4 separate regions of the Mus musculus genome follow, and all the other regions are linked to region 2. Evidence: chromatin contacts called from public Hi-C, HiChIP or PLAC-seq and promoter capture Hi-C data. All regions are on one chromosome and are shown on one strand. Each heading gives the region's core, a stretch centred on a gene start, on an enhancer-like site or on the middle of the called end of the contact. The rest is flanking DNA. Distances are from core to core; before and after follow the strand shown.

The links. Promoter capture Hi-C pulls out the DNA fragments that hold promoters and counts their contacts. Hi-C and Micro-C count contacts between places; a contact is called where the count stands out from the background. HiChIP or PLAC-seq counts read pairs in DNA pulled down with a chosen protein or histone mark.
Region 1: a Hi-C map of bone marrow-derived macrophages shows a contact between it and region 2, with 17 read pairs. The contact joins the enhancer-like site here to the promoter of Tlcd3b in region 2. A contact is called at or near these places in 20 of 39 promoter capture datasets (3T3-L1-derived adipocytes, the C10 cell line, the HPC-7 cell line and 12 more), 9 of 484 Hi-C or Micro-C datasets (CD4 T cells, CD8 T cells, LSK cells and 6 more), 9 of 115 datasets of contacts at active chromatin or transcription factors (the 230-238 cell line, bone marrow-derived macrophages, craniofacial prominence and 4 more) and 5 of 9 other capture datasets (adipose tissue, embryonic stem cells, liver and 2 more).
Region 3: a contact with region 2 is called in an H3K27ac HiChIP or PLAC-seq map of microglia, with 5 times the contacts expected there. The contact joins the promoter of Dctpp1 here to the promoter of Tlcd3b in region 2. A contact is called at or near these places in 11 of 39 promoter capture datasets (the C10 cell line, embryonic stem cells, fetal liver and 7 more) and 3 of 115 datasets of contacts at active chromatin or transcription factors (bone marrow-derived macrophages, embryonic midbrain and microglia).
Region 4: a contact with region 2 is called in a promoter capture Hi-C map of liver. The contact joins the promoter of Itgal here to the promoter of Tlcd3b in region 2. A contact is called at or near these places in 13 of 39 promoter capture datasets (the C10 cell line, cranial neural crest, embryonic stem cells and 7 more), 1 of 484 Hi-C or Micro-C datasets (liver) and 1 of 9 other capture datasets (adipose tissue).

Annotation. Positions count from the first base shown.
Region 1 is chr7:127,161,844-127,168,355 of GRCm38.p6, reverse strand. No RefSeq gene overlaps it. Among named protein-coding and RNA genes, the nearest start is that of Spn, 27 kb to the right of the region's middle. Within about 2 kb of position 2,020, at least 24 of the 459 cell types and tissues checked have an H3K27ac peak or open chromatin away from gene starts, as enhancers often do. A contact at or near this core is called in the HPC-7 cell line, bone marrow-derived macrophages and trophoblast stem cells, where this site is marked.
Region 2 is chr7:126,818,957-126,826,051 of GRCm38.p6, reverse strand. It overlaps Tlcd3b (TLC domain containing 3B), which reads right to left and starts at 2,749. Exons shown (of 5, transcript NM_029978.1): 1 at 1,840-2,749; 2 at 958-1,041. The coding sequence starts at 1,964.
Region 3 is chr7:127,256,547-127,263,202 of GRCm38.p6, reverse strand. Dctpp1 (dCTP pyrophosphatase 1) reads left to right here and starts at 2,536. Exons shown (of 3, transcript NM_023203.1): 1 at 2,536-2,680; 2 at 3,735-3,845; 3 at 5,867-6,244. The coding sequence starts at 2,580. The coding sequence ends at 6,167.
Region 4 is chr7:127,292,544-127,298,865 of GRCm38.p6, reverse strand. It overlaps Itgal (integrin alpha L), which reads right to left and starts at 2,606. Exons shown (of 31, transcript NM_001253872.1): 1 at 2,343-2,606; 2 at 1,149-1,248. The coding sequence starts at 2,397.

The sequences.
Region 1 (6,512 bases), core at 771-3,270, 340 kb before region 2:
CGAGGCCAGCCTGGTCTACAAAGTGAGTTCCAGGACAGCCAGGGCTATACAGAGAAACCCTGTCTCGAAAAACCAAAAACAAAAAAAAACCCCAAAAAAACATGGGACCAAGTTCAGTCTTAGCACCACACCAAGTGCCGCACAACTGCCTATCACTCGAGCTCCCAGAGATCTTATGCCCTTTTCTGCCTTCACACACACACACACACACACACACACACACACACAGAGAGAGAGAGAGAGAGAGAGAGAGAGAGAGAGAGAGAGAGAGAGAGATACAAACATACAGACACACAGATGTACAAGACACACACACACACAGAATTAATTAAGCAACCAGAAAAACATACACATACTTATACACACATGCATACACTCATGCACATATGCTCAGAATTAGAACCATCTATAATGGGATCTGATGCACACACACACACACACACACACACACATGCACAGAGAGAATCAGTGAAAGCAACCAGAAACTTAAGGGAAAAAGAAATGATGAAATCCCAAATCATAGAACCTACGGGTTTTCCAGCCCTGACCCTGACAGGCCAGCAGAGGCCCCTGCCTTTCCCTTCCCTGAGAAGGAGATCCTACCAGGGAAAGATACCTAAAGGATGCTGCCTGTCCTCGAGGCTCGAGGTTCGTCCTCCCCTGGCCTCATTCCCCAAGCATTACACAGGATCCCAAGGTGAAATAAAGGCCCTGGGCTCTGACCTGGAGCACTGAGCCCTCTGAGTCCTGATATGGAGACCCTTACTGCCTGCTCAGGGGCAGCTCATGATGGCTGGCTGCAGGGACCCTGGATGCCAAACTCAACCAGGAAAAATGCTTTGTGAGTTTATTTTTTGTTTGAAACAGGGTCTCACTATGTAGCCCTCCCCACCCTGGAACTTGCTATGTAGACCAGGACAATTTTATTTTATTTTATTTATTTTTTTACCAGAACAATTTTAAACCCACAGAGATCTACCTGCCTCTGCCTCTCCAGGGCTGGGATCACAGACACGCACCACCACCACAGCAGTGGTATTTTACAGAAACAGAAACTTCATAGATCAGTTTTTCTGTTGTGGAATATTAGCAACTGGAAAATAGAATTCCAAGAGCCTCAGTATACAGACAAATGCCCAGCAACAAGCCAATAGGCAGAGCTGGGTCAAATCCTGGTTGTTCTATTGCTGTGATAAACAGCATGACTAAAAACATCGTGGGAAGGAAAAGGATCATTTCATGCAGTCTACCCTGAGGGAAGTCAGGGCAGGAACTCAAGGCAGGAACTGGAGTAGAGGTTGGGGGGTGGGGGGAAGCAGGGAGATGGCTGCTGCTTACTGGCTTGCTCTGCATAGCTTGCTCAGTCTGCTTTCTTCTGGAACCCAGTCTCCCTTGTTCAGGGGTAGCACCACCCACAGGAGGATGGGCCATTCCAGAACAATCTTTAATCAAGAAAGTGCCCTACTGGGAGGATGGACAGAATAAAAGAGATGAAATTCTCTGCAGCAGGGGGATCAGCCTAGCAAGGACTGAACACTGACAGCTCCCTAGATGCTCTTTATTGTTACCTAAAAGGCACCTTATCAAGTCAATTTCCACATACCAAAACTTCTTATCTGATCTCCCGGTTGTCTTGAAAGACCCGCCACCTAAGCAATTCTCAGTCACTCCACACTTCCTGGTTTGTCAGGCATGCCCCTAGACTAAGTTATGCAAAGGCTCTGAGAATAGTTCAAAAGAACAACCTTATAAAGTCCCAGATGATAATTACCAACAAAAGGCTACTTCAAAGCTTACACGCGCCATCACTCCAGATTCATGTGCAATACGAGAATTCTAAAATCCTGTCACAGATATGCCTACAGTCTAAAGGAGGTATTTTCTCAATTGAGGTTCCTTTTTCCAGAAAACTCTAGCCTGTGTCAAGTTGATACAAAACTAACCAGGCCCCAAGGCTGCTAGGCATTTGGAGAAGGCAAACCCCTTCGTCTGTGACAGTTGTGACAATGTGACAGTGCAGATAGCTCTTGGACACAGGCTTCCCTCCCTGTCCATTTACCCAGTAGCTGGATTGCTGGATCAAATGGTTCTGTTTGCTTTTCGTGGTTTTGGTTTTGGACAATGTCACACGTGGTTTCTCGTATCTCACATGAATCTGGAGTGATGGCGCGTGTAAGCTTTGAAGTAGCCTTTCGTTGGTAATTATCATCTGGGACTTTATAAGGTTGTTCTTTTGAACTATTCTCAGAGCCTTTGCATAACTTAGTCTGGGGACATGCCTGACAAGCCAGGAAGTGTGGGGTGACTGAGAATTGCCTAGGTGATGGCTCTTTCATGACTGTACTGGAACTTTCCATGTAAGCTAGGCCAGGCTGGCTTTGAACGCCCCCCCCCCTTCTTCTCCAGTGCTGGGGTTGCAGGTGTGTGCCGCTGTGCCTGACTCTCATTTCATATCATTTCAGCGTTATGATATCCCAAGACCTTTCAAACGATACTTCTCTTTTTCTCTAGGGATTAAACCCTCTCATGTGATGCACATTGTCTGCCATGGAGCTACTTCCCAGCCCGGTTTCTAGCATTTTGAGGAACCTTTGTACTGTTTTCCATAATGGTTATACTAATTTGCATTCTCACCAAGAATGTCTGAGTGTTCCCTTCTCCTCCTCCTCTCAAGCACTTCTTGTTGCTGTTAGCTTTGCTTTTTGAAGCACAGGGTCTCAATTTATAGCCCAGGCTGGCCTCAAACCTGTGGGTTTCCTGCCTCAGCCTCTTGGGTGATAGGATTAAACATACAAGCCACCAAACCTAACTCCTGGTTTTCTTTGCTAGTTTCTTTATTTTTTTGAGATAGGGTTTTTCTGTGTTACATCCTTTTCTGTGTTACATACTTTCTGTGTAGACCATGCTGGCCTCAAACTCACAGAGATCCTCCTGCCTCTACCTCCCGGAATTGCTGGGATAGAAGGCATGCACCATTACACCCAGCTTCTAATTCCATATTTTAAAAGGTTTTATTTTTTTGTATATGTGTGTGTGTCTGTGTGCAGGTATGTATATGCACGTAAGTGGAGGCAAAGATCAACCTTGTGTTAGACGGGGTCTCTCACTAGGCCCTGGACCTGGCTGTTGAGTGAGCCCCAGGGACTCCCCTGCAGTCAGCTCCCCAGAACTGAGATTATGAGCAACACCAGTGCTCCCAGATGTTTTGTGACTTTGGTTGCATGAGCCCACATACCTGCGTCCTTTTGAGAAATGTCTACTCACAAGAGCCTCTCATTCTTTAGCTTGTTTTCTACTGTTTTATTGTTTGAATATCTGGTCTACCTATCTTTTCTATCTGATGGGTAGTTTGCCCCCCCCCCTTTTTTTGTCTCACTTTGTAACCCAGGCTTCCCTGAATCTACCAGGCTGGCCTCAAACTCTTGATCCTCCTATCTCAGTCTCTTAATGCTGGATTACAAATATATCCCACCATACCCTATATATATATTTTTTCACTTTCTTTGTTCTAAACATTGCACATGGGGACTGTAAAGGCTAATCCCATTTGCCCAAGGACAGGTAACTCCCTGGGCTGCTGTTCACGTCAGATAACAAGGCCTGTGTTTTCCCTTCAGTACACAAGCTTGGTTGCCCATGCTGCACAGGAAGACCTTGATCGCCAGTAGGCAGAAGACACATGGGCAGGAAGTAGTACATCAGGATGTATGGAAGCAGAAAGTACCAGAGCCTGTGGGTTTGACCTTTGTAGGCACCCGTCTGACCTAATTGGGGGCCAATCTTCATGGATCCTGGGTATGGATCTGGCCAGGGTCCATTGTCCTAGCCAGTATTACATAAAGCTTGCTTTAATAGGTCAGTTGTCGATTTGGTCTTTCTCTTAGAAATTTTCAGCTTTAACACTCCCTGCATGCTAGCATGTGCACAGGGACGCAGCTGCTGGGGTTGTTTCTCACTTTCTCCTGCAGCTTGCAGTTGGAGTGGAGACATGTCACTGGCTTGTTCATGCTGACTTAGCGCCTGCTACATGATGCCATTCATTTACCAATCCTAACATTTTTGGTGGAGTCTTTTTGGTTTTTCTAGAGACAGCCATTTGCAAGCAAAATATACTTCCTCTTTCCCTATGGGGTGCCCCCTTTTTTTTTCTCTTGCCTAACTGGTCTGGCTAGAACACCCAGTGCTATGCTGAGTTAAGGTGGTGGAGTTGGCAACTTCTTATGCCAGAGCTCCGAGCTCTCCTCTCCTCTTGTCCTCATTTTTGAAGCTAGCTGTGGGTTTGACTTGTGTGGCGTTTACTGTGTCAAAGAACCAGACCTTCTTCACACGGTTCTCTTTTATCTGAGTGTAAGACCTCGACCCCGACCTTCAGTCAGTGGTCCTTACTTCGAGATGCCCCTGTGTGAGACACAGAGATGCAGATCGATGTGAAAGCAAGAGGTTTATTTCCTTGGCATGTCGGGTCGACCTTCAATTAGCCCCTCAAGGTGAGTTACTAAGAAGGCGACCGAGAATGGCTATTACAAGCAGTTTGTATACTTTTTAGGGGCACAGGTTACATCAGCAACGTTACAGTTCAAACTTATTGGCCAAGTGTATTGACCTTTCAGTCTATTGGCTAGCAAGCATGACACACATTTGAACTCTACCTGGGACTTTCCAGAGGGTCAGGTAACTATCAGTCAGAAATTTTTACTCAAGAATGCTCCTGTGGGTGGAGAATGAAACTTGGCCTAGCCTTGACTCCGGGCAGGAGGGGGAAGCTACAAGGAGGGTGTGGGACTAGAAAACCTCTTAGTGTCCCTCATGAGTACGGTCTTTTGAAGTGACCATATTATTGTTCTTCAAGTAGTTACTGTGCTGTTTCTCATTTGTTGATTTGTGGAAGCCACTTCATCCTTGGGCAAATCCCACCTGGTCTGGAGTGTGGTCCATCGGGAATGAACCTTTTTGTGCATCATTGTCTGGTTTGGGTATCGGGGTGATGCTGATCTCACTGAATGGATTCGGAATCCCTTCCCCTTAGGTTTTTGGTTTTGTTTTGTTTTTTTGGATGTTAGAAGACTTGACATTTGCTCCTGGAACCTTCTAGGCTGGCCTAGGAGGTTAAAAAAAAAAAAGCTCCTGCTGTCAGTCTGAGGACCTGGGCTGGAGCATCAAGACCTAAAGGAGGAGAGAGCTCACCACACAGCATTCTCCAATGCCCTGCACACGGCACTGTGCGTCACCACCAGCATTGCTGGTGCACACACAATTAAGTTGAATTAAGAATGAACTGGGGGCGTGGTGGCACACACCTTTAATCCCAGCACTTGGATGTAGAGGCAGGTGGATCTCTGTGAGTTTGAGGCCAGTTCTGATTTACATAGTAAGCTCCAAGATAGTCAAAACTACCCTGTCTCATTACACACCCCATGTTCCCCACCCCCCCACCCCCAATTAAGAAAATAAAAGTTTGGCGAATGGCTAAGCATGTGGCACATGCCAGTTTGCCCAGCACTGAGAGGCTAAAACAGGAGGATCCCAAGTTTAATGCCAGCCTGGTAGAACTTAGTACTAGCATGGAAAAAGCTCCTGGCCAGAAGGACAGAAGCTCTGCTGGGTGGAGCTTGGCATCCCCTTGGGATGGTGCAACCACTCTGGCTGAGGAACCTCCCTTAGGAAGGTGGGGCTCACCCTAAGCGTGCTAAAAAGATGAGTAAAACAATTAGTTCTTTAGTGAGATCCTGTGCTTTTCCACCCCAGAATTCCCAATCCGAGCGAGCGAGCACAGAAGCTTGGGGGGCCACAGCCATGTGGGGTAAGTCTGCCCACTGTCCCTTTCCTTCTTTCTAAGCCTGCCTCCCTTAGATACTTGGGTTTCCCTGTCACTACTTTGTCCTCCTTACTCTGTCTTCAAAGACCCCTTCCTCTCTTTCATGTGTCTGACCTCCATGAGGCTTTCCCGGCTCTCCTCCAGGCAGCTGCTGAGGTCTTACAGCTTCCCTGCCCTGCTGGGATATTGGTTTCTTCTTCTTCTTCTTCTTCTTCTTCTTCTTCTTCTTCTTCTTCTTCTTCTTCTTCTTCTTCTTCTTCTTCTTCTTCTTCTTCTTCTTCCTCCTCCTCCTCCTCCTCCTCCTCCTCCTCCTTCTTCTTCTTCTTCCTCCTTCTCCTCCTCCTCCTTCTTCCTCCTCCTCCTTCTTCCTCTTCCCCTTCCCCTTCCCCTTTCCCTCCTCCTCCTCCTTCTCCATCCTAGTTAAATTGTCCTCCAGCTTCAGTTTGAGTCTGTTTGAGTAGATAAAGAGTGTCCACTTCCATCCACACTAACATCATGGAAGCCCATGTATAGGACACAAACTGCCCTTATACCAGCACTTTGCTTTGTTTAGATAGGGTTTTATATATCCCAGGTTAGCCTCTAACTTACTATGTAACCAAGGATGACTGTAAACTTCACCATCTCTGTGTCACTTGACCCTCACCTTGTCAATGCCAGGCAGAGATTGTCCTTATCTTTTCTGTGATTAAACCTT
Region 2 (7,095 bases), core at 1,500-3,999:
CCAAGCTTCTCTGGGACCCTTTAGCTGGGGAAGTGGTTGGGAGAGAGCAAGGGGAAGTCACATGGCAAAGGATCCTAAGAGGTGAGCCTCAATACGATGGAGCCAAGAATTGTTCTAGGCACTTAACACACTCAGCTCCTCCCTGCAGAGCTGTTCTGGGGAGGAGTGTGATCTCACTATAAGTCCTAGGAGGAGAGAATTCTCCCATAGGAAAAGAAGAGACAAACATACACCAGAAGGTGGATGGAGACCAGGGTCACCCAGATGATGTCCCCTGAGGCCCAAAGGACACTACAGAAGGGCATTAGAGCCAGAAGTCATGAGTTGAGGAAGGGCATCCTGGGCTCACAGCAAATTTGCCCACGGTGAGCAGGGGAAAAAAAAAAGTGCAGATCAGCACCACGGACAGGGCCCGTGTCCCCTTCACCCTCCTCGGAGCCACTGCTCAGGCCTGGGCCTTTTTGGCAGCACCAAATACTGCAGTAGCTGCTAGTGCCAATTTTTGGCCTCTTCACCCCCAACCCCCACGGCCTGACCCTCTGTGGCCTTGCTGTGTCATCCCTTTCTCTTCTGCCCTGGACCCGTGCTGAGGCTCGTCATGGATTCCAGAAGGAGTGGAGGGGTGAGCCGACATGGTGAGGAGACAGTAAGGGGCTGGATAGGAACAGAGTAGGAGCGATGCAAGAGTTGGAGAAGACATGGCTGGCGTTCAGAACCTAAGACAAGAGCCAGGAAGCTGACCAGGAACTGCTCTGAGGATTTCCTTTGATCTCCTACCCCTGCTTCCTTGCTCCTGACCTTTAAGACAGGACAGGATAAATTTATCCTTGGTATTGAGTTGCAGCAATCACATGAACTTTCTTGATCCCGAGTTTAGGGACCACTACAGATCTGGGGGATCCCAGGTCCCACATACAGACCGCTGGGACCTGGGCGGGGTGGTCCTGAGGCACTCACTGGTCATCTATGATGTGCTTGCAGGAAGTGGAGACTATGTAGCCAGCTGTGGAGGCCATGATGGCTTGGACAGAGGACACCAACCTAGGAAGACAGAGGAAGGAGTGACAATCAGGTGTGCGTCTCCCGTCTCTGTGTTGTGGAAACCCTACCCCTCAGGATTCCACATCAGCCTCCACCTAAGCCAGGCTTTCCCACCATCACTTTCAGCCAAGCTGCGCTTAGCTTCCATCCTCAGTTCCCGCCTCTCCCAGCCTTCTTCATTCCTAGTTTGTGCCAGTGGAATCATCTTCTTCCCAGGACACCAGGGAGGCGTCCTGAGGTGAGCCAGTGCCTAACAGTGAGCTCTCTCTCCCTGGGGAGGGAGGGAAGGGACCCATGAGGGCTAAGGGAGTCCCAGTTGTCCCTGCACCCAGACACCATGAGGCTCATACTTAGAGTCACTGGCCCCAGTGACCCCAGCCCCCCCCCCCCCCACACACACACTTTCCCACTATTTTCCTGATTCTTACCATGGCCCTCTTCCTGGCGGCCCTATTCTAGAGATATACAAGTTTCACTGTCTACTTTTCTACACCTTGACCCCCAAACACTAGCCCTGAAAAACACAGTCTTGCCCCTTGGCTTGCTCCTGGGTGTCTTGTGGGACTGTTTAGTCACATGCTGCCCTGCTTTAGAGGGAGGATAGGAAGGTGCTAAGGGAAGCAAGCTCAAGCTCAATAGTAGTCCAGATGGCTGGGTTTCAATGAGGTCCAAGGAGGGAAGGAAGCTTGGATGTAACCTACCCACCACTACTGAGCCCAGGGGCGTGCTGGGGTCCCTTCCCCATGAAGCCTGTTGGAGAGAGAGGGGCTGAACTCTCGGGGAAGGCATGCCATTTACCTGGCGGAGACAATGACTGCGTCGGCCTCCTCCCAGCGCAGCTGGGGCAGCCTCTGGAGCGTGTTCTTGGATAGGAGGAAGAGTCCGGGGAACACCACCCCCCCAGCCACCATTGGGGTAAGCATGGTGACTTGAACCCGGGCAGGGAGACCAGAGGGTCCAGAAGGGACAGGAAGGCCAAATTGAGGGAGGGAGTTGGAGGTGAAGAAGGGATTGCCAAGCCAGAAAGGGAGAGAGAAAGAGGGAGGGGGAGGCACAAAGGGGCCAGGGCGGGGACAGGATGGGACAAGAGGACCAGTTCAGGGCAAGGGAGAAAGGGACTTCAATGAGATTGGGGACACAGAAAGAAAGGGCTAGCTAGGTGGCGGGGGGGGGGGGGGGACGACAGAGCGCTGGTGAGAGGATGGGGAGAGACTACCAAGGGAGGACTTGATGAGAGGACCAAGAGGGAGAGGGGACAGGAGGAGGAAGATGCAGTGGGGGAGGGGAGGGAGAACCGCGGCAGGTGGGGGGGGGGCTTACGTGGAGAGGCTGGGAGGGCCCAAGGAGGCGGGGTGGGGGACGGTGGTGCCAGCCCTGAAAAAAGGGAGGGAGGAAAGGACGGAGCGGAGCGGAGCGGAGGCGCAGCTGGGCAAGCGGTCACCAGTCAACACCGCTCTCCCGCCACCACAGGCTACCACCTCCTCCTGCTGCTGCCGCTAGAGCCCCGCTGCCCTGTGCAGACACCGCACATGGCATTATAGAGTTGGTGCCCAGCCCCCTGCCCCCTCTGTGAGGAGGGGGAGGGGGAGGGGAAGCCACCAGCTTGGGGAGGGTGGGAGAGGGGGAGGGAAATGATGGCACCGACCAGACACCAAGAAACCGGACCTGCAGCAGCGTTGTCTCCCATGCAGCTCTGAGCCACAGCAGCGGCTGCGACAGAGATGGGGGGGGACAAGGAAAGAGGGAGGGGGAGGCCCTTAAAGAGACAGGAGCTGCAGTGCAGGGGGCTGCTGGGGACAAGGGCTTAGGGAAAGGATGGCTCTTCTCTTAAACCCCCCCCCCCCCCCGGACACCTCCACCTAGCAGGAGTACTGAGCCGCCTTTCCTGTCAGCACTTTAAAAATGTCTGGCATTTCCTTCTGCTGGTGCTTATAAACATAAATGGGTGTCCCTCAGTGGCCTGCAGGGATCTCAGCTTAGGGGTGCTCACTCCAGCCAAGAAGATTTCCTGAAGAAAGCAGCCTGAGTAGATGGTGTGTTCCCTGAAGGCACAGATAGGAACAAGCCATTTCACGGTGTCCTTCAGACCCACAGCCCCCTCCACCCCGCCCGTCCGCCTCTCCAGTCAGAGGGAGTGGAAACTACATCAGTCACCTCGCTTGCACTCCGACTCGCACCACAACGAGTCACTCCCTCAGGAGTGTGGCTCACTATTGTGACAGCCCAGGGGGAAATCTATGCTCCTATGCTCTTCAGAGGTCAGGGGATAGCCCTGAGGTGGGAGCCAAGGTTCCCCAAGATCAGAAAGTTAAGATGTGACAGGAACAGAGCTAAGTGGGAAGAGATGGCTGGCTGTCAGAGCCCTCCAGCATGGCTTTGATGGCTAGCACCAGGGCACTGGGAGACAGGAAGCAGTCATGTAGACCTGGTGGCACTCCAGGAGCAGGAGGATCACTCCTGGTAGCCAGCTTGGGCGACAGAGGAAGTGCTCGCCTGGGAGAGAGGGTTAGAAGGTGGGCTTGAAGAGCAGAGGGTGCTTGCTGCCTGGAAAACCCAGTGGAGTTATGGAAGCCGGGGCCCCTCCCTCAGGCCAATGGCCTCCTGGAGTCCCCTTTTCCTTGTTGCCTTGGTTCCCTGTCCTCGGCCACTCCTCAGAACAGTCCTGCTTACACAGAAGAGCCTGGTGGCTGGCTGACTCAACTTCCTCCTTTAATCCAAGGGGAAGAGCAGCCCCGTGCTTTGGCCAGGGTAATTTAGGCCTAGCACACAACTACTAATGCTCACTCTCACATGGCCTCTTAGAGCCTGGCCTTTCCCAAACCCATCTGTCCTTCAGACTTGTATATCATGGGGACTGACACCTCACTGTAGCTTGAGTTTCTCACTGACCCTGAGATGAGCCTACTTATCTACTGACAACTGACCTTTCCAGCCCACAGCCTACTCCCTCTGCGCCCTAGAGGAAGGGGCCAATTCGCTATTTTGTGCTGCCCTCTAGTGGCAGTCTGTGGGAGTGGCTGAGGGAAGTCTTGACACCCGCAGGAGTTGGGGCTACTATTAGAGACCTTCGTAGACCTGGAAACCACAGGGGAAGAGGTCCACTTTCCCAGGTCTTACTACAGACTGAGCATGGTTTATGTCAATGCTTCTTAAGTCTTCTAGGGGTTGAGGAAGGAGAAACCAAGGCTTAGAGGGTTTATTAAAGTGTCAAGATAACATAGCTATGTTCATTATTAGTAAAGTAGGATTTCAAGCTTATGTTTGCTTCACTTCAGGAAAATCCAAAGACAGTGGTGACAGGAGGCAGAGGAGGCAGAGCCCTGGGGTGCACAGGAGACAGAGGAGGCAGAGCCCTGGGGCTTCCAGGACAACCAGGTCTATACAGCAAAATCCCGGCAAAAATCCCAGGCTAGTCAGGAATACATAGGAGACCCTGTCAAAAAATAGATGCACTTAGCCTAGCTTGAGCTACTAGATGAAGGGACAGGCCTGAAATTCCAGCACTCAGAAGGCTGAGGCAGGAGGCTCACTAAGAGTAACGGGATAAAACAAAATACAAAACCTTTCAAAAGTTAGAAGATGTAACCTGGGCTACAGAGAGAGACCCTACCTAAAAAACAAAACAAAAAATAACACACACAAAAACAAAACAGCAAGGAACAAAAGCACCAAGGCTCTAAGCTGGGGCGGTGACATGGATCAGAACGTGTCTGTGAACACAGACGTGGTCAGGGGATCCAGAGCTGACTGTGGATAGCACAGGCTGCAGCAGAACAAGACAGGTTTCGGGTTTGTGCTTTTGATTTTCGTTTTTCTTTTCTGGGGATTTACAGAGTCTCCTCGGTAAATTCTGCCTTTGAGGGCTCAGGAGCTACCTAGCACATCAGGGGCTCGGGGCTCCATACCCAGCATTGAAAAGAAAGAAAAACAAAAACAAAAACAACCCTGAAGCACTGCTTTCTGCACACCCCAGTCCCAGCTCCACCCCGGCATTGTTCACCTTTATAGTAACAGCCCGAGGGCCCAACCTCTCCCACAAATACATTTTTTCCCCAGTATGATGTTGCCAGCAGAAGATAGTATCTCCTTAAATTCTCGTCTGAGTTGTCGGTTAAAAAGCAACCACTTAGCCGGGCGTGGTGGAGCACACCTTTAATCCCAGCACTTGGGAGGCAGAGGCAGGCGGATTTCTGAGTTCAAGGCCAGCCTGGTCTACAAAGTGAGTTCCAGGACAGCCAGGGTTACAGAAAAACCCTGTCTCAAAAAACCAAAAACCAAAAACTAAACCAAATAACAACAACAACAACCAAAAAACCACTTTCAGGCCAGTGGGAGGACTCAGCACGTTAAAGGCGCCTGTTGCCAATCTGAGTTCAATCCCTTGAACACGTGGAAGAGAACCATCCACAAGTGTCCTCTGACCTCCACATGTGAGCCGCGCCATGTGCACCCCCTCCGAATAAATGTTAAGAATTCTAAGCCGGGCAGTGGTGGCACACGCCTTTAATCCCAGCACTTGGGAGGCAGAGGCAGGTGGATTTCTGAGTTCAAGGCCAGCCTGGTGTACAGAGTGAGTTCCAGGACAGCTAGGACTGCACAGAGAAACCCTGTCTCAAAAAACCAAAAAAAAAAAAAAAATCTAAAAAAGTAAATAAAGGTTCAATTGTCAGCACAAACATCCCTGCCCAAGGCCAGGTTGGATCATAAAGTAAAGCTCTATCTCTGGGGAAAGCCTGAGATGCAGCTGGGTGGGAGAGCGCCTGCCTGGCTTACAGGCCCTGGCTTGGATTCACATGCTCTCTCTGTGATGCCTGGCTGGAGCCAAACCCCTTCTGCTTCCCCAGGGATCGCCATGCACCTCCTAAGGGTGTCCACAGCCCTTAGACACATGATTCTCACATGTCCCCATTTCCAAATGAGGGACCTGAACTTCAGTGACTTCACCTTTGCAAAAGACTCAGCTACCAGGGCCCCACCCACACTGTCCTGCATCCTGAGTCCACTCCAGCTGCTCTTTAGACTCACCACCAGCTCTGGCCCCACCTTCCCATCTTACTTGGATGCCACCAAGACAGCCTCTTGCCTCTCCATCCGTAAGCTGGTTCGATTCTGCAGCCCCCAGCGTAATACCACAAAGCACAGTGGGAAGAAGACACACCCCAGCAGGAAGAGCAGGGCCATGCCTGTCTGCAGAAGAGAAAGAGGGCCATGAAAACAGTGCTCTTCAGACCCCCACCCGCACCCCAGTCACTGCAAAGACACAAAGGCCCACGAGCCCCACTCCTCATAGTCACTGTAAGTCACCAGGCATGCCTGCGGTCTAATCTCTCTTGGATCCTTGGTGTACTTTTTGTTTGGTCTAAGACAAGGTCTTGCCATGTGTCTGCCAGGCTGGCTTTGAACTCCTGACCATCCATCTCAGCTACCTAAGGTCTAAGGGTGCAGACCTGTGTGCCATGCCTAACTGATTTACTTTCACGTTTATCCGAGATAAGCGGACATACCATTTGTGTGTTGTTTCCTTTGAGTTAGGGTTTTATGTACCTCAGGCTAACCCTGAAATGTCTACATGACCCAAGCTGCTCTTGAACTCCTTGTGTCCCACGTCTACCTCCTCGAGGCTGGGGTTGCAGATGTATAGCCACACACCCTATCACTTTGTTTTAGACCCAGGTCAGATTATTTCAGTTTTCCCTATAGCCCCTGGAGCTGGTCCATATTTCCAAAACATAATATTTTAGTGTTTTATGGTGGCACAGAACAGCAATCCCAGAACTCTGGAGGCTGAGGAAGAAAGGTCACAAGTTGGAGACCATCATGGTCTATATAGCAAGACCCTGTCTTAAAATTAACAAAAGAGAAGGCTGGAAAGATTGCTCAGTGATCAAGAGTACTGAGGGCTCTTGCAGAGGGTCTGGGTTTGATTCCCAGCACCCATATAGTGGCTCACAACCATCTGTAACTCCAGTTCCAAGGGATCTGGCGTCCTCTTCTGGCTTCTTTGGGTATTGCATGTACTTACCAGCAAAACACTCAAATAAAATAACTTTTTTT
Region 3 (6,656 bases), core at 1,287-3,786, 440 kb before region 2:
CCACGGTTAGATATGTGAGGTGCTGAGTCTGGCTGCCACAACCCAGTCCATTCCCCAGGCTCATCTTACCCAGCAGTCATTCCTGTGCCCCTGAAACAAATTGCATTTACTTAGTAAAGTGGTCTCCTTTTTTGGTTTGTGTTGCTGAGACAGGGTCTCAAGTAGCCCAGGCTGGCCTTAAGTTTTCTCAGTACAGCTGAAACTCACCTTGAACTTCTGATCCTCCTGTCTCAGCCTCCCAGATGATAAGGGTTACAAGCATGCACCACACTTGCTTCAGATCCCCTTGCCTTGTTTAAACCAGTTCAGAATTGTGTCTGCTGCTTGTACTCCGTGTGAACTGCTGACAATGTCCATTGTGTAAGCAGCCTGTAACACACCGGCGCCTCTGAACTGCCCTCGCTTCTGCCGATATCACAAAGAAAACTGTGATGGCCTTCATGTCTGTCTCTTTAGATAAATGCACTAGCTTGCCAGAGGAATCTATCTGTACTTAGCAGGAAATCACTACACCATTGGGTTTTATTTATGAATTTGGTGCTAGAGTTTGAGCCAATGCTCCCTTGCATGCAAACCTCTACCACTAAGCTACACCCAGCCTCCTCTCTGATCTTAGTGTCTAGAATCTGACTCTTTCTTCCACTTTCTTTTTTTCTTTCATTTCTACAAGAATGCAAGCCCTTTCTAAAGCGGAGAACAGACAGAGTGACTATGACTGAGGTACAAAAACAAACAGCTGTACAGCTGGGTTACACACAAACAGCTGGCACCCGTCCATGCCTCATGTCTATAATTTCAGTGCTTAGAAGGCGATGCAGGGGGATTGGCATGAGTTTGACAGTACCCTAAGCTACGTAATGAGTTCCAGGGTTATAAGGTGATAGACTGCCTCAAAAACTCAAACCAACCGAACCAACAAAACAACCCCTCTTCTTGGGTAACTCCATTCCTGTCATGGTCAATGACTGACTCTGTGATTTTTCAGATTGAAAATTCTGAAGAGATTGGATAGCTCCATGGGCTGGGTACAGAACTTGCCTATCATGCTCAAGTCTCTGGGTTCCATCCTGGAACCTTTAAAAATGAAAAAGGGAAGCTGGACGGAGGTGGCTCATGCCTTTAATCCCAGCACTTGTGAGGCAGAGGCAGGTGGATTTCTGAGTTTGAGGCCAGCCTGGTCTACAGAGTGAGTTCCAGGACAGCCAGGGCTACACAGAGAAACCCTGTCTCGAAACAAACAAACAAACAAAAAATTGAGAAAGGGTGTGCAGTGCTGATAGCTGAGCAGTTGAAAACCTTTGTTACCTGCCTGGTGATGGTGGCACACACGTTAATCCTAGCACTCAGGAGACAGAGGCAGGTGGAGCTCTGTGAGTTTGAGGCCAGCCTGGTCTACAGAGTGAGTTCCAGGATAGCCAAGACTATACAGTGAAAGCCTATCACAAACAACTTTGCTCCTCTTATAGAGGGATCAGGGTTTGGTACTTCATAACCACTGATAACTCTAGTTCCAGGGGATTCTACATCTCTGACCTTTGCTAACAACTCATGTGCACACACCCAATGCACATACCTGGACACACGCATATACATAATTTTCTTTGTAATTCTTAAGGTTCTTAAGGAGAAAAAAAAATCTTACGGGTCTGGAAAGATGGCTCTAAGGATAAGACCACTTGTTGCTCTTGCAGAGAACCACAGTTCTAATCCTGGATCCGACATCTTCTTCTGGCTGTCCTGGGCACGGGCACACAAGGGGTCCAAAGACATACATGTAAATATGGAGAGAGAGAGAGAGAGGGAGAGAGAGAGATTGAGAGAGAGAGAGAGAGAGAGAATAAAAACAAGTCTTTTAAAAGAAAACAGGCTTCAAAACCTAGCCAGTGTAAACGAGCTTGGTGTCCTCTTGTGCATTGTGTAAGGCTGTGATAGTGACCCATGGGAAAGAGGTCATACCCTATCTACCTGCTACAAATGTCAGTGTCACGTAAACGCGAAGAGGAGGTATGCCTTCCTCTCCCTGTAGGATTGCTTGCAATCATTGGAATCCACTGGTGTAGGACGCTGAAATGGGTTACAAAGACTGGGTCCTCCCCCTCTCTGGAAGTATGCAGTTTTTCTCATCAATCTCTTTCAAATTGTGTGAAGGCCGTCCACGTGAAATGACCACGCACATGCTGGGTCCTTCACTTGTAGGGTTTTTGCTCTCAGTGGACCCGCCTCCTCCGCGCCTGCCATTTCACTTTGGCGCCATCTGGCGCCCATTAAGCAAGTCACGTCGCATTAGGCTTTCTGTTCTACTGTCTTTCCCAGATTGAATTTGTACCTGTCCCTTTAAGAAGTTTCGCCTGGGCGGAAGAACTCGAGGGCACAGAAGGAGAAAATACACTTGAAACTCCCTTCAGATTGGTTCAGGCCGGAGAAGGGGCGGGCCGTAGCTAAAATTCACGTATATGACTGGGTCCTCCTCCGGCTCCGCCCCGGGAACGCACTGAGAAGCCGTGATTGGTCAGAACTCTGGAGGCGGCTCCGAGCGCGGCGCGGGGTCCGCTCCCGCGCGGGTTGGACTAGTGGGCGGAATGTCCACGGCTGGTGACGGTGAGCGCGGTACTGTGGGACAAGAAGACTCTGCTGCTGCCCGCCCGTTCAGATTCAGTCCGGAGCCCACGCTTGAGGACATGTAAGCAGTCCTTGTCCGTCCTCGGATGGAGAAACTAACCTTTTTGTGGTAATGAGGAGGGTCCCTCCACGTGGTCCAGAAGAACAACACGTCCGAGGCCATCCGGGTCCTCCTGGCTGACCTCTGGAGAACCTAGCTAAATAAACATTATGTGCACAGTGCACACCTGAGGCCGGGGAAATTGGGTGACGCCCCCGGGCATGTTAAGTACCAACCTTTAATACAACCTTGGAGAGATAACAGAGGTCTGTTAGAACCTCTGCACCCCAGGAGAGATGGGTAGTTGGACAGGGGAAGCTGAAGTGTAGAATTCTTTTTTCTTGCAGAATGTCAAGGAAGGCCCCAGTGGGCAGTGTCTCAAAACTGCATCCTGTGAGTTAGTTAGACCTAGATGTGTGGAGATAGGGGCGTTAAGGTGGAGTACCGGAAGAAGTAGCAGTAGGAAAATGGAATAATAAAGGGTGTTGCTTAATTTGGCTTGAGGTTAAAATCTGTACAGGGGCACGTTCATTTCCAGATGATAAGAAAGTCTTAGCCGGGCAGTGGTGGCGAACACCTTTAGTCCCAGCATTTGGGAGGCAGAGGCAGGTGGATTTCTGAGTTTGAGGCCAGCCTGGTCTACAGAGTGAGTTCCAGAACAGCCAGGGCTACACAGAGAAACCCTGTCTTGAACACCACCCCCAACCCCAATGAAAGGCTTGTTAGGGCTGGAGAGATGGCTCAGTGGTTAAAGAGCACTGACTGCTCTTCCAGAGGTCCTGAGTTCATGAGTTCAGTTCCCAGCAACCACATACATGGTGGCTCACAACCATCTGTAATGGGATCTGATGCCCTCTTCTGGCGTGTCTGAGAAGAGTGTCAGTGTACTCACAAACATAAAATAGGTAAATAAATCTTTTTTAAAAAGTCTTGTTAAAAGTTAGTAACATAAGGACATCCAAGATGTTTGACTGTAGGATTCAGAGTCCCATGCCCTTTCTAGATGTATGCCAGGCACCTGCGTCTTGTCCTCTAACCCTGAGACTTGAACCTCCACCCCTTTACTTTATTCCAGCCGACGCCTCCATGCAGAGTTTGCAGCTGAGCGGGACTGGGAGCAGTTCCACCAGCCTCGGAACCTGCTGCTAGCCTTGGTGGGAGAAGTGGGCGAGCTGGCAGAACTCTTGTGAGTAGATGGAGTCTTCCTGGAAGAGGCTGTTTGGGGTTGGGGAAACAATGTATTTTAGCCTCAAAAACTGTGGTTGGTTTTATTTTCCTTACTGCTGTATTCTGTGCTGCTGCTAGGGATACAGAGATGACAGACGAGTCCCAGCCCTGGTGGGTGCTGGGGACAGTTTCCAGGGAGAGTGAAATGTAGAAACAGTGAGGCAGACCTAGGTCTAAGAAGAACAGTTGTCAGCAGGGCTGTGGTGGTGCACGTTTTTAATCCAGTATTCAGAAGGCAGGCAGGTGAATATGTAACTTTGAGGCCAGCCTGCTTTACAGCATGAGTTTTATGACAGCCAGGGGTACACAGAGAGACCCTGTCTCAAAGGAAAAAAGAAGGTATATGGGGACGGGGGTGGTGAACAGTTGTCACCGGCATTTTACCTCTGTGTAAGGCTGAAATAAGGAATTTAAAAGGGTGGCCTGCCAGACAGAGAACTTCCTTTACAAAGGTAGTGCAGGGGCTGCTGAGATGTCTCAGTGCTGATGAGCACTTCCTGCTCTTGCAGAAGAGCTGAGTCAGTTCCCAGCACCCCTGTGCCAGGTCACAACGTCCCATAACTCCAGTTTCAGGGGATCTGACACTCTTTTCTAGCCTTAAAGGTTCCTGCATATGCATAGTATACATGCAAACACGTGCTTACATATGTCTGCAGAATAAATAAATCTGGTTTGTTTTTTTTTTTAATAGTGAGAGAAGGGGCAAGTTAAAATCTGGGAGAATTCAGAATTATCTTTCCCAAGAAAGAGGGAGGATTTTTGTATCTGTTTTTGTTCTCTGTATGCCCTAAGTATCTGGCCCATCATAGGCATGATGTAGAAGATGGAACTGTGGAAGGTAGGGCAAGAGGCAAATCCAGGTTGATAAGACTGGAGTTAGGTGATAAAAGAGTTCAGACAGAAAGCCACATCTAACCTGAGAAGCAGAAAGATATCTGGGCCTGCGGGGCAGATTGGACGCCTGAGAGAATGGATTAGAGCAGGCTAGTGAACAGGCTGGTGTGGACCTAAATATGGGCGGTCGTTGTGGGATGAAGGGTAGAGGGCATACAAGATGCATCTGAGGGTGGTCCATCGCCTGTTTACAGATGGATCAGCATCGGTTGTGTTCCAGGTCATCTGGAAGCAGGATGGGACCTTGGACCAGACTGCCTCCATTCCTGGTGGAAGGAGACTGATAGCACAATTTTAAGTGGTCTAGAACTGTGACAAGGATTAAGGGGAAATTAAGTCAAATGTGGTGGTATGTGATGTGACCCCAGGGCTTGAGAGGCAGAGGCTGGGGGATTACATGTTCATCCTTGGCCACATAGAGACTCTGAAACCTGAGTTATGTAAGAGCCTGTCTTGGGATTGGAAGGGGAGAATAACACAAGGAGATGAGAAAGTAAGTTTCTGAGATGGGAACCTCTGAGTTGAAACCTAAGTATTAAGAACGGGAAATCTAGGAGGATTGGGGCGGGGGTGTTACTCATAGTAGAAGGAACAGTGACCACAAACAGGGGAGGTGATCAGGCTTTGTGTAGGAGAGGGATGGGTGGGGGAGGTAACAGGAAGGTGAATGCCCGCAATGACTCGGGTCTGGGGTTTGGTTTGGAGTGACAGCAGCTAGGGCCAGTGAAAAATAGACTTGGACCTCGGAGTGTCTCAGCAAGTGTTCTCTTGGTTACTCCCATAGCTTAGGTAGAGTCACGGGCGTGGTGGCGCACGCCTTTAATCCCAGCACTTGGGAGGCAGAGTCAGGTGAATTTCTGAGTTCGAGACCAGCCTAGTCTACAGAGTGAGTTCCAGGATAGACAGGGCTACACAGAGAAACCCTGTCTCAAAGAAAGAAAAAAAAATCTCTTTCCCACCTGGCTCTACCCAGGGCCTGGGCGAGTACATTGTTCTTGGAGGGATTTTCTGAGCTGTGGTGGTTTGAAGCTATAGACAGGCCCACTAAACTAGCAGGCTTATGTGTCTGTCCTGTTCTCTCTCTAGCCAGTGGAAGTCTGATACAGAGCCTGGTCCTCAAGCATGGCCACCAAAGGAGAGAGCAGCCCTTCAGGAGGAGCTTAGCGACGTCCTCATCTACCTGGTAGCATTAGCAGCCCGCTGCCATGTGGATTTACCTCAAGCAGTAATCTCCAAAATGGACACCAACCGCCAACGTTACCCAGTCCACCTGTCCCGAGGTTCTGCCTGCAAGTACACTGACTTGCCCCGTGGGACCATCTCTGAAAACCAGGCTGTGGGGGCTGGAGACCCTGCCTCGGAGCTGAGAGACCAGGCTTCCACATAAAAACGAGGTGCTAATCTGGCCTTATTAAGTCTGGGCCCAAGTGTTTTCTCTCTCAATAAAATGACTTAAGGCAAAAACATCTCGATTTTTCTTGAGTAGCTAGACAGAATATCTCAAATCCTGCAGAGAAGTGGGGTACTGTCCAGTGTAACTAACAGTTGCTGTTTTGCCTTTTCAACTTAAAACTTGCAGAAGAGAGTAGGAAGTAAGTATGGGCCACAAGTCTTGGGTACAGCTTCCTTTCCTTGGCCCCTTTGTACAAGTAAAGACCGCCTGCCTCTCTTCCCTGGCCAGGGCCAATTTCTGTTCCTTCTTTACAGTCAGATGGTGTTGAATGCACAGTTTATGTGGTGTGTGGGCACATTATGTCCCGACAACACCTAAGACTGCCTCCCAAAAAGCGAGGTCCTGCAGAGAAACCAGTGCTATTGACGAGTTAATTGTCTGCCTCCTCTGATGACCCTTCGTGCCTCCCCAGGTAAAAGAATT
Region 4 (6,322 bases), core at 1,357-3,856, 470 kb before region 2:
AATTGGATGTCTGCTTGTAGAAGAATAGACCCATATCTATCGCGGGGCCATGTATCTTAACAAGCACTTCAAAGTGATGCTAGGCTTATTGTAGCTTAGAGGGCAAAAGTGCTTAACAAGCTTGAGAAACGGAGTCAGATTTGCTCTCCTAAGAGGTAGAAGGAGAGACCTGACTCCAGCAGGCTGTCCTAACTTCCACATGTGCACGAGAACATTCACGTACACACACAGCCCAATCACTACAGCATTCACATACACACGCAGCTCAATAACAATAACAACTGTATGCTTAAAACTTGCTGCCGCGGCAATACACCTCTTACTCTCCAGGCGAGCTCTGGAGTAGCCCCTATTTCCTAATAGCCAAATAACATAATTCTAGACGTTAAAGCTTCATTTCATTTGCATACTAGAAAAATTCAAGGCCCAAAGAGTGTCTGCTAGGTGGGCACCTTCATTTAGTCATCAATTCAAAAGCTATTTGTGACTAGGTGTGGTGACATAGGCCTGTCACCTCTGCTATTCAGAGACAGCCAGAGGCAGGAGGACAGTAGCCCCAAGCTAGCTGTGGGAATTTAATAAGACCCTGTCTCAAAAAGAAAATAAAAAAGAAACCAGGTCTGGTGGCATCTGCTTGTGATCCCAGCACCTCAGAAGTAGAGGATAGGGGGTCAGAAGTTCAAGGCTCTGCTCAGCTACAGCAAATGTAGAAAAACTGATCTACAGAGGCCCTGTCTCCAACCAAAGAACACAAACCCTGATGTAGCTCTATGGAGAGCCTGCCTAACACACATAGACCTGGTATTCAAACAGCAGCACCACCAACAACAACAAAGCCATCAATGCCCAAGCCTGTCCTACTATGTGCTTAGCTTAGGACAAGCCTGTCCTACTATGTGCTTAGCTAGTCTTTGAATTGGGAAGCAGAGAGGAGATGGTCCTCAGACACTCGTGTGGCTTAGGACCCATCACCCTCACTCTATGGTACTAGAGAGAGCCTTGCTCCTGTTTCAAAGATTCCACCTAGCAGACACTCGCAGAAGAGAGGCCAACCCCTGACATGGGACAGTCCCCACCCCTACCCCTGGGCAGATGTGGGGCCCTGCATACCCTGCTGCTGGAGGGTAGTTGAAAGAATAATAGCTCACCCATCTTCAATCTGCAAGACCTGGTACCCAAAATGTCTTCCAGCTTGTGCCAAGAAGCTCTGCGTAGGCCGTGTGTCCAGGTTGTAGCTCCAGGCCTTGGCTGCGGGGAGCAAAGCAGTCAGCTGCTCCCTATCTGGACCCCCCCCCCCACACACACACACCCCACACACACACAGACCACACACACACCCCCACACACACACACCCCACACACACAGACCCCCCCCACACACACAGACACACAGACACAGACTAGTGCTGCCTCTGAGGCCTGTTCCTCCAAACCCACTCATGCTCTGAGGCTGCCTACACCCAAGCACAGACTGGTGGCGCCAGGACTTTCCCTCTGAGGCCTGGACTAGAGACTAGGAGACTACACAGTCTGTCTCCCAGGGTAACTCCTCCCAGACCCAGAGGACTCAACTTCCCCTTGGACCTATTGGGAAAGAAGGAAGGGTAAGAAGGCGGAGGCCCATGAGAAAGAAGCCAGGGAGGGGGCCTCCAGGCATAGAATGACCAAGTTCCCAGGCAGGGACTGGGAAGAGTCTGCCCTGAGGCCCCATGGCTGCCACACTGACTGCGCTTCTCTGGGCACCTTGCATCCCAGCACCTGAGAAGTGACCAGCCTCATGGAGTCACCATACCCAGAACCCAGCAGGTGACTTAAGTTTCCCAACTCTACCCACCAGACATAGGTATCTCCCGACCTTTTAAAATCCAACACCGCCCCTCCCCCATCTTAGGCAGCTAGAGTGCCCTCTGCAGCCTCTAAACTGTCCTTTTCTGGTCCAACTTTCCTTACAGAAAGACTTATAGCACCTTGTGTCCTGGATATCAGAGATGAGGGTACCCTCTTCACCTCCCTTCAGGTGCCCAAAACTCCCAAGCAGACATAATACAAAGGAGGTGGAGTAGAAACCTAACCCAGCCTTCTCCCATCCTGAGTCCTTCCAACCATCTACCTAAACACGTGAAGGCTCACTCCACCTCCCACCCGCTCTTCCTTCCACGCCCTTCGATATCATGCTTCAAGTTTGTGTAGGTTCCCTCTTCTCTCTCCGGGATTCCTGGGTCCCACATCACCTATACCGTCCATCCCCTGGAGTGGCTCCTCATCTTCTTTGGCTCTACAGAGCCTTCTGGTTTCCCCTGTCACAGACAACGTCCCTTTCCCCTCCCTCCTGGATTTCCTACCAAACAGCTGGAGTCCCAGTAGCAAAAGTCTGGGGCCCGCAATCCGGAAACTCATCTGCGCTTAGGAGGGACCTGTGGGTCCGGACTCGATCTCAGAGAGCTCTTGAGATTTGCTGGCAACCTAGACCCGGGAGGAAGAGGGAAATGGTGGCTTCTCTTGCATGGGGCCCCTTCCAGTGGAACTTTCTCAGGGCTGCCAGGCTGATGACACTGGGTGGGGGTGGAAGGAGGGGGTGCGCTCCTGTCCGGGTTGTGAAACCTCTCTGTTCAGAGAGGAAGTATAAGCAGGTTAGATACATTTCCTGTGCCTACTTGCATTTTCACATCATCCAAGAGCAGACAGCAAGGCGGTTAAATTACTGCCACTTCAGCTAGGCAACCTCCGCTCTCACACCAGGCCCCGGAAGATTCTTCAAAGCCTGATAGAAGGGAGTAGGGAGTAGACTCGGGGGAGGGAGGGGTAAGGGGGGGGGAGGGGAGAAGTGCTGTAATTATATTATCTAAAACAACAAACAAACAAACAAACAAGCCAGATAGAGGGTTGCTCAGGAAGCATCCCTAAACCGTCCCTGCTTGAACCACACAGGAAGATTGTGGGTGACAAAAGGATGCATGCAGAAAAGAGAGCCTGGAGCAAGCCACAGAGCTGCAGGCTTCAGAGCTAATTTCTTTTTTCTTTTCTTTTCTTTTCTTTTCTTTTCTTTTCTTTTCTTTTCTTTTCTTCTCTTCTCTTCTCTTCTCTTCTCTTCTCTTCTCTTCTCTTCTCTTTTCTTCCTCTCCTCTCCTCTCCTCTCCTCTCCTCTCCCTCTCCTCTCCTCTCCTCTCCTCTCCTCTCCTCTCCTCTCCTCTCCTCTCCTTTTCCCTTCCTTCCCTTCTCCTTCTCCTCCTCCTCCTCCTCCTTTTCTTTTTTTCACATTTTTTTTTCCCAAGACAGGGTTTCTCTGCGTAGCCCTGGCCACCCTGGAACTTACTCTGTAGACCAGGCTAGTCTTGAACTCAGAGATCTGAGATCTGCTTACCTCTGGGATTACTGGTATGCATGCACTACTACCATTTGGTTAATTTTGTTTCTTTTTTTTTTTTTTTTTTAAAGATTTATTTATTTATTATATGTAAGTACACTGTAGCTGTCTTCAGACACTCCAGAAGAGGGAGTCAGATCTTGTTACAGATGGTTGTGAGCCACCATGTGGTTGCTGGGATTTGAACTCTGGACCTTCGGAAGAACAGTTGGGTGCTCTTACCCACTGAGCCATCTCACCAGCCCCTAATTTTGTTTCTTAAAAAAAAAAAAAAAGAAAAAGAAGCCAGGCGTGGTGGCGCACACCTTTAATCCCAGCACTCAGGAGGCAGAGGCAGGCGGATTTCTGAGTTCGAGGCCAGCCTGGTCAACAAAGTGAGTTCCAGGACAGCCAGGGCTATACAGAGAAACCTGTCTCAAAAAAACAAAAAACAAAAAACAAAAAAAAAAAAGAAAAAGAACTCAGGACACAAAGACAACTCGATAACAACTTTAAAAAGACAACTTTTGAGGGATTCTTTTTTTATTTCTTTTCTTAAAAAAAAAAATCACTGGGCCCATGGGATGTTTTTTTTTTTTTAAGAAAAGAAATAAAAAAAGAATTTGAGGTGTTAGCTCCACCCAAAGAGCCCACATAAAGGTCAAGGTTGTCTTCTGCCCTTCACATGTGTTCCCTGCTCCCCGTCGTACACACATAGTAATTTTTAAATATTCAAAGTTTTATAAATAAATATATTTTTCAAAATCAAAAATAACAATAATTTTCCTAGTGCAGGGATCAAACTGATGCATTCTATTGCAAAGCTTTGCCCCTCAGTTCATATTATTTATGGGGGGCGGGGTGTTGTTGTTTTGTTGGGTTTTTGTTTGGTTGGGTTTTTTTTTCATTTTGTTTTGAGACAAAGTTTCTGTACGTACTCCTGGCTGTCCTAGAACTCACGCTATATACAAGGCTGGCCTCGAACTCATGAACATCTCTTTGCCTCTGCCTCCAGAGTTCTGGGATTAAAGGCATGTGGCATCACGCCCAGCCATTTATGTTTTAAACGAGCACTCTCCCACTAAGCTACCTGCCCAGCTCATTTCTTTAACCATGAAATAGAAATGGCTGACAAAAACATGAAGGAATGCTCAACAACATTAGTTATTATAGAAAGAGCACGGCAGCCTGTAAGGCCTGCAATTGGGGATGGAGACGGGCATGAGGTGCACCTAAGGCAAGCTACAGTGCAGACAGACCCTGAAAACAGACCGGGGTGGGGGTGGGCGGGTAGCAACCAGGTGCAAAGGTTCAGATGTGGAATTTCATTTGAGTGACATGTCCAGAATAAGTAAATTTTTGTGTGTGTGTTGTTGGAATCAAATGTAGTGCCTCAGGCTTGTATTTCAGTTGTCTATCACTGAATTGCGTCCCCAGCCCCCAGACAGGTAAGCCTGAAGAGATGAAGCGTGGATGAGTGACTGCCGAGGAGCAGGAGGAGAGCACGGCTGCTGAGGAGTTCAAGTTTTTTAATGATTCATGTTCTGGGTTGAAATGGTAGAGATGACTGTACAACTTCATGAACATATATGAGAAAAGCTTTTAAATGAGTGTATGTCTGTGTCTCTTTCACTCTCTGTGTGTTTGGTTTTTGTTTAAGATAGGCTCTTGATTGGCCCAGGTTGGCCTTATACAACAATCTTCTTCTGTATTGGCCTCATAGAAACAACACACTAGGTCTGAATATATTAACAGTGACTGAACTGGCCACTTACTTTTTGACATAAGTGTCAAAAAACGTGCAGTGGAAAGAACACTTAGCACCTTGTGCTTGCAGGGCTGGGTGTCCAACTGCAGAAAGATAAAATGAGTGATGTCTCTAACCCGGAAGAAAAATCAACTCAAAGTAGGTCAAAGTCTTTAATACTCAAAGTGTTACAGGAAAACATGAGAAATACACTTCACCATACAGGTCTAGGCCAGCTGTGGTGACACTAGCCCAGCACTTGGGAAGCAGAGGCAGGGGGATCTCTGAGTTTGAGGCCAGCTGCTCTACAGAGTAAATCCCAGGCAAGACAGGACTACATCCATCAGAAAAAGGAAAACATGAAATATATATTTCTCAGAAGAAAAAATACAACAAATGGTCAATAAGTTATTTTTAAAAGTGTGCAATATCCCCAGTCCTCAGAGAGATGTAAATTAAAACTACTTCTACATTGTGCCTCACCCTAGTCAAAATAGCTGTCTTCAAGAAATCTAGCAACAAACACTGATGAGGATGTGGGGAAAGAGGAACTCTTATTTACTCCTGGTGGAAGCACAAATTAATACAAAAATATGGAAATCAATATGGAAATTTCTCAAAAAATGAAAACTCTAAGTACCATATGAGTGAGCTCCACTCCTCCTGGGCCTGTGCCCACGATAAATACCCTACCTCAGTGCCACTTGGTCTTCTGAGCTTAGTGTTCTGTGCTCAGAGAAGCAGAGAAACTGAGGCAGCTTAGACGCCCATCAACGGATGATGGATAACAAACATGTAATATAGATACATTCTGGAGTGCTATTCAGAATGTAAGGAAAATTAAGCTGTGACATTTGTAGAAATATGGATGGGTCTGGAAAGTATAATATTAAATGAAGTACCCAAACTCAGAAAGACAACTACATAATGTTCTTTATCATCTGGGGGTCTTAATCTTTAAAGTACAAATGTATTTGTATAAACAAGTATGGATAAAGCCTAAAGAACCAAGAAGGGGCCAGGCGTGGTGGCACACGCCTGTAATCCCAGCACTTGGGAGGCAGAGGCAGGCAGATTTCTGAGTTCGAGGCCAGCCTGGTCTATAAAGTGAGTTCCAGGACAGCCAGGACTACACAGAGAAACCCTGTCTCAAAAAACCAAAAAAACCAAAAAACCAAAAAAAACAAAAAAAAAAAAAAAAAAAAAGGAAACTGGGCAGTGGTGGCACACGC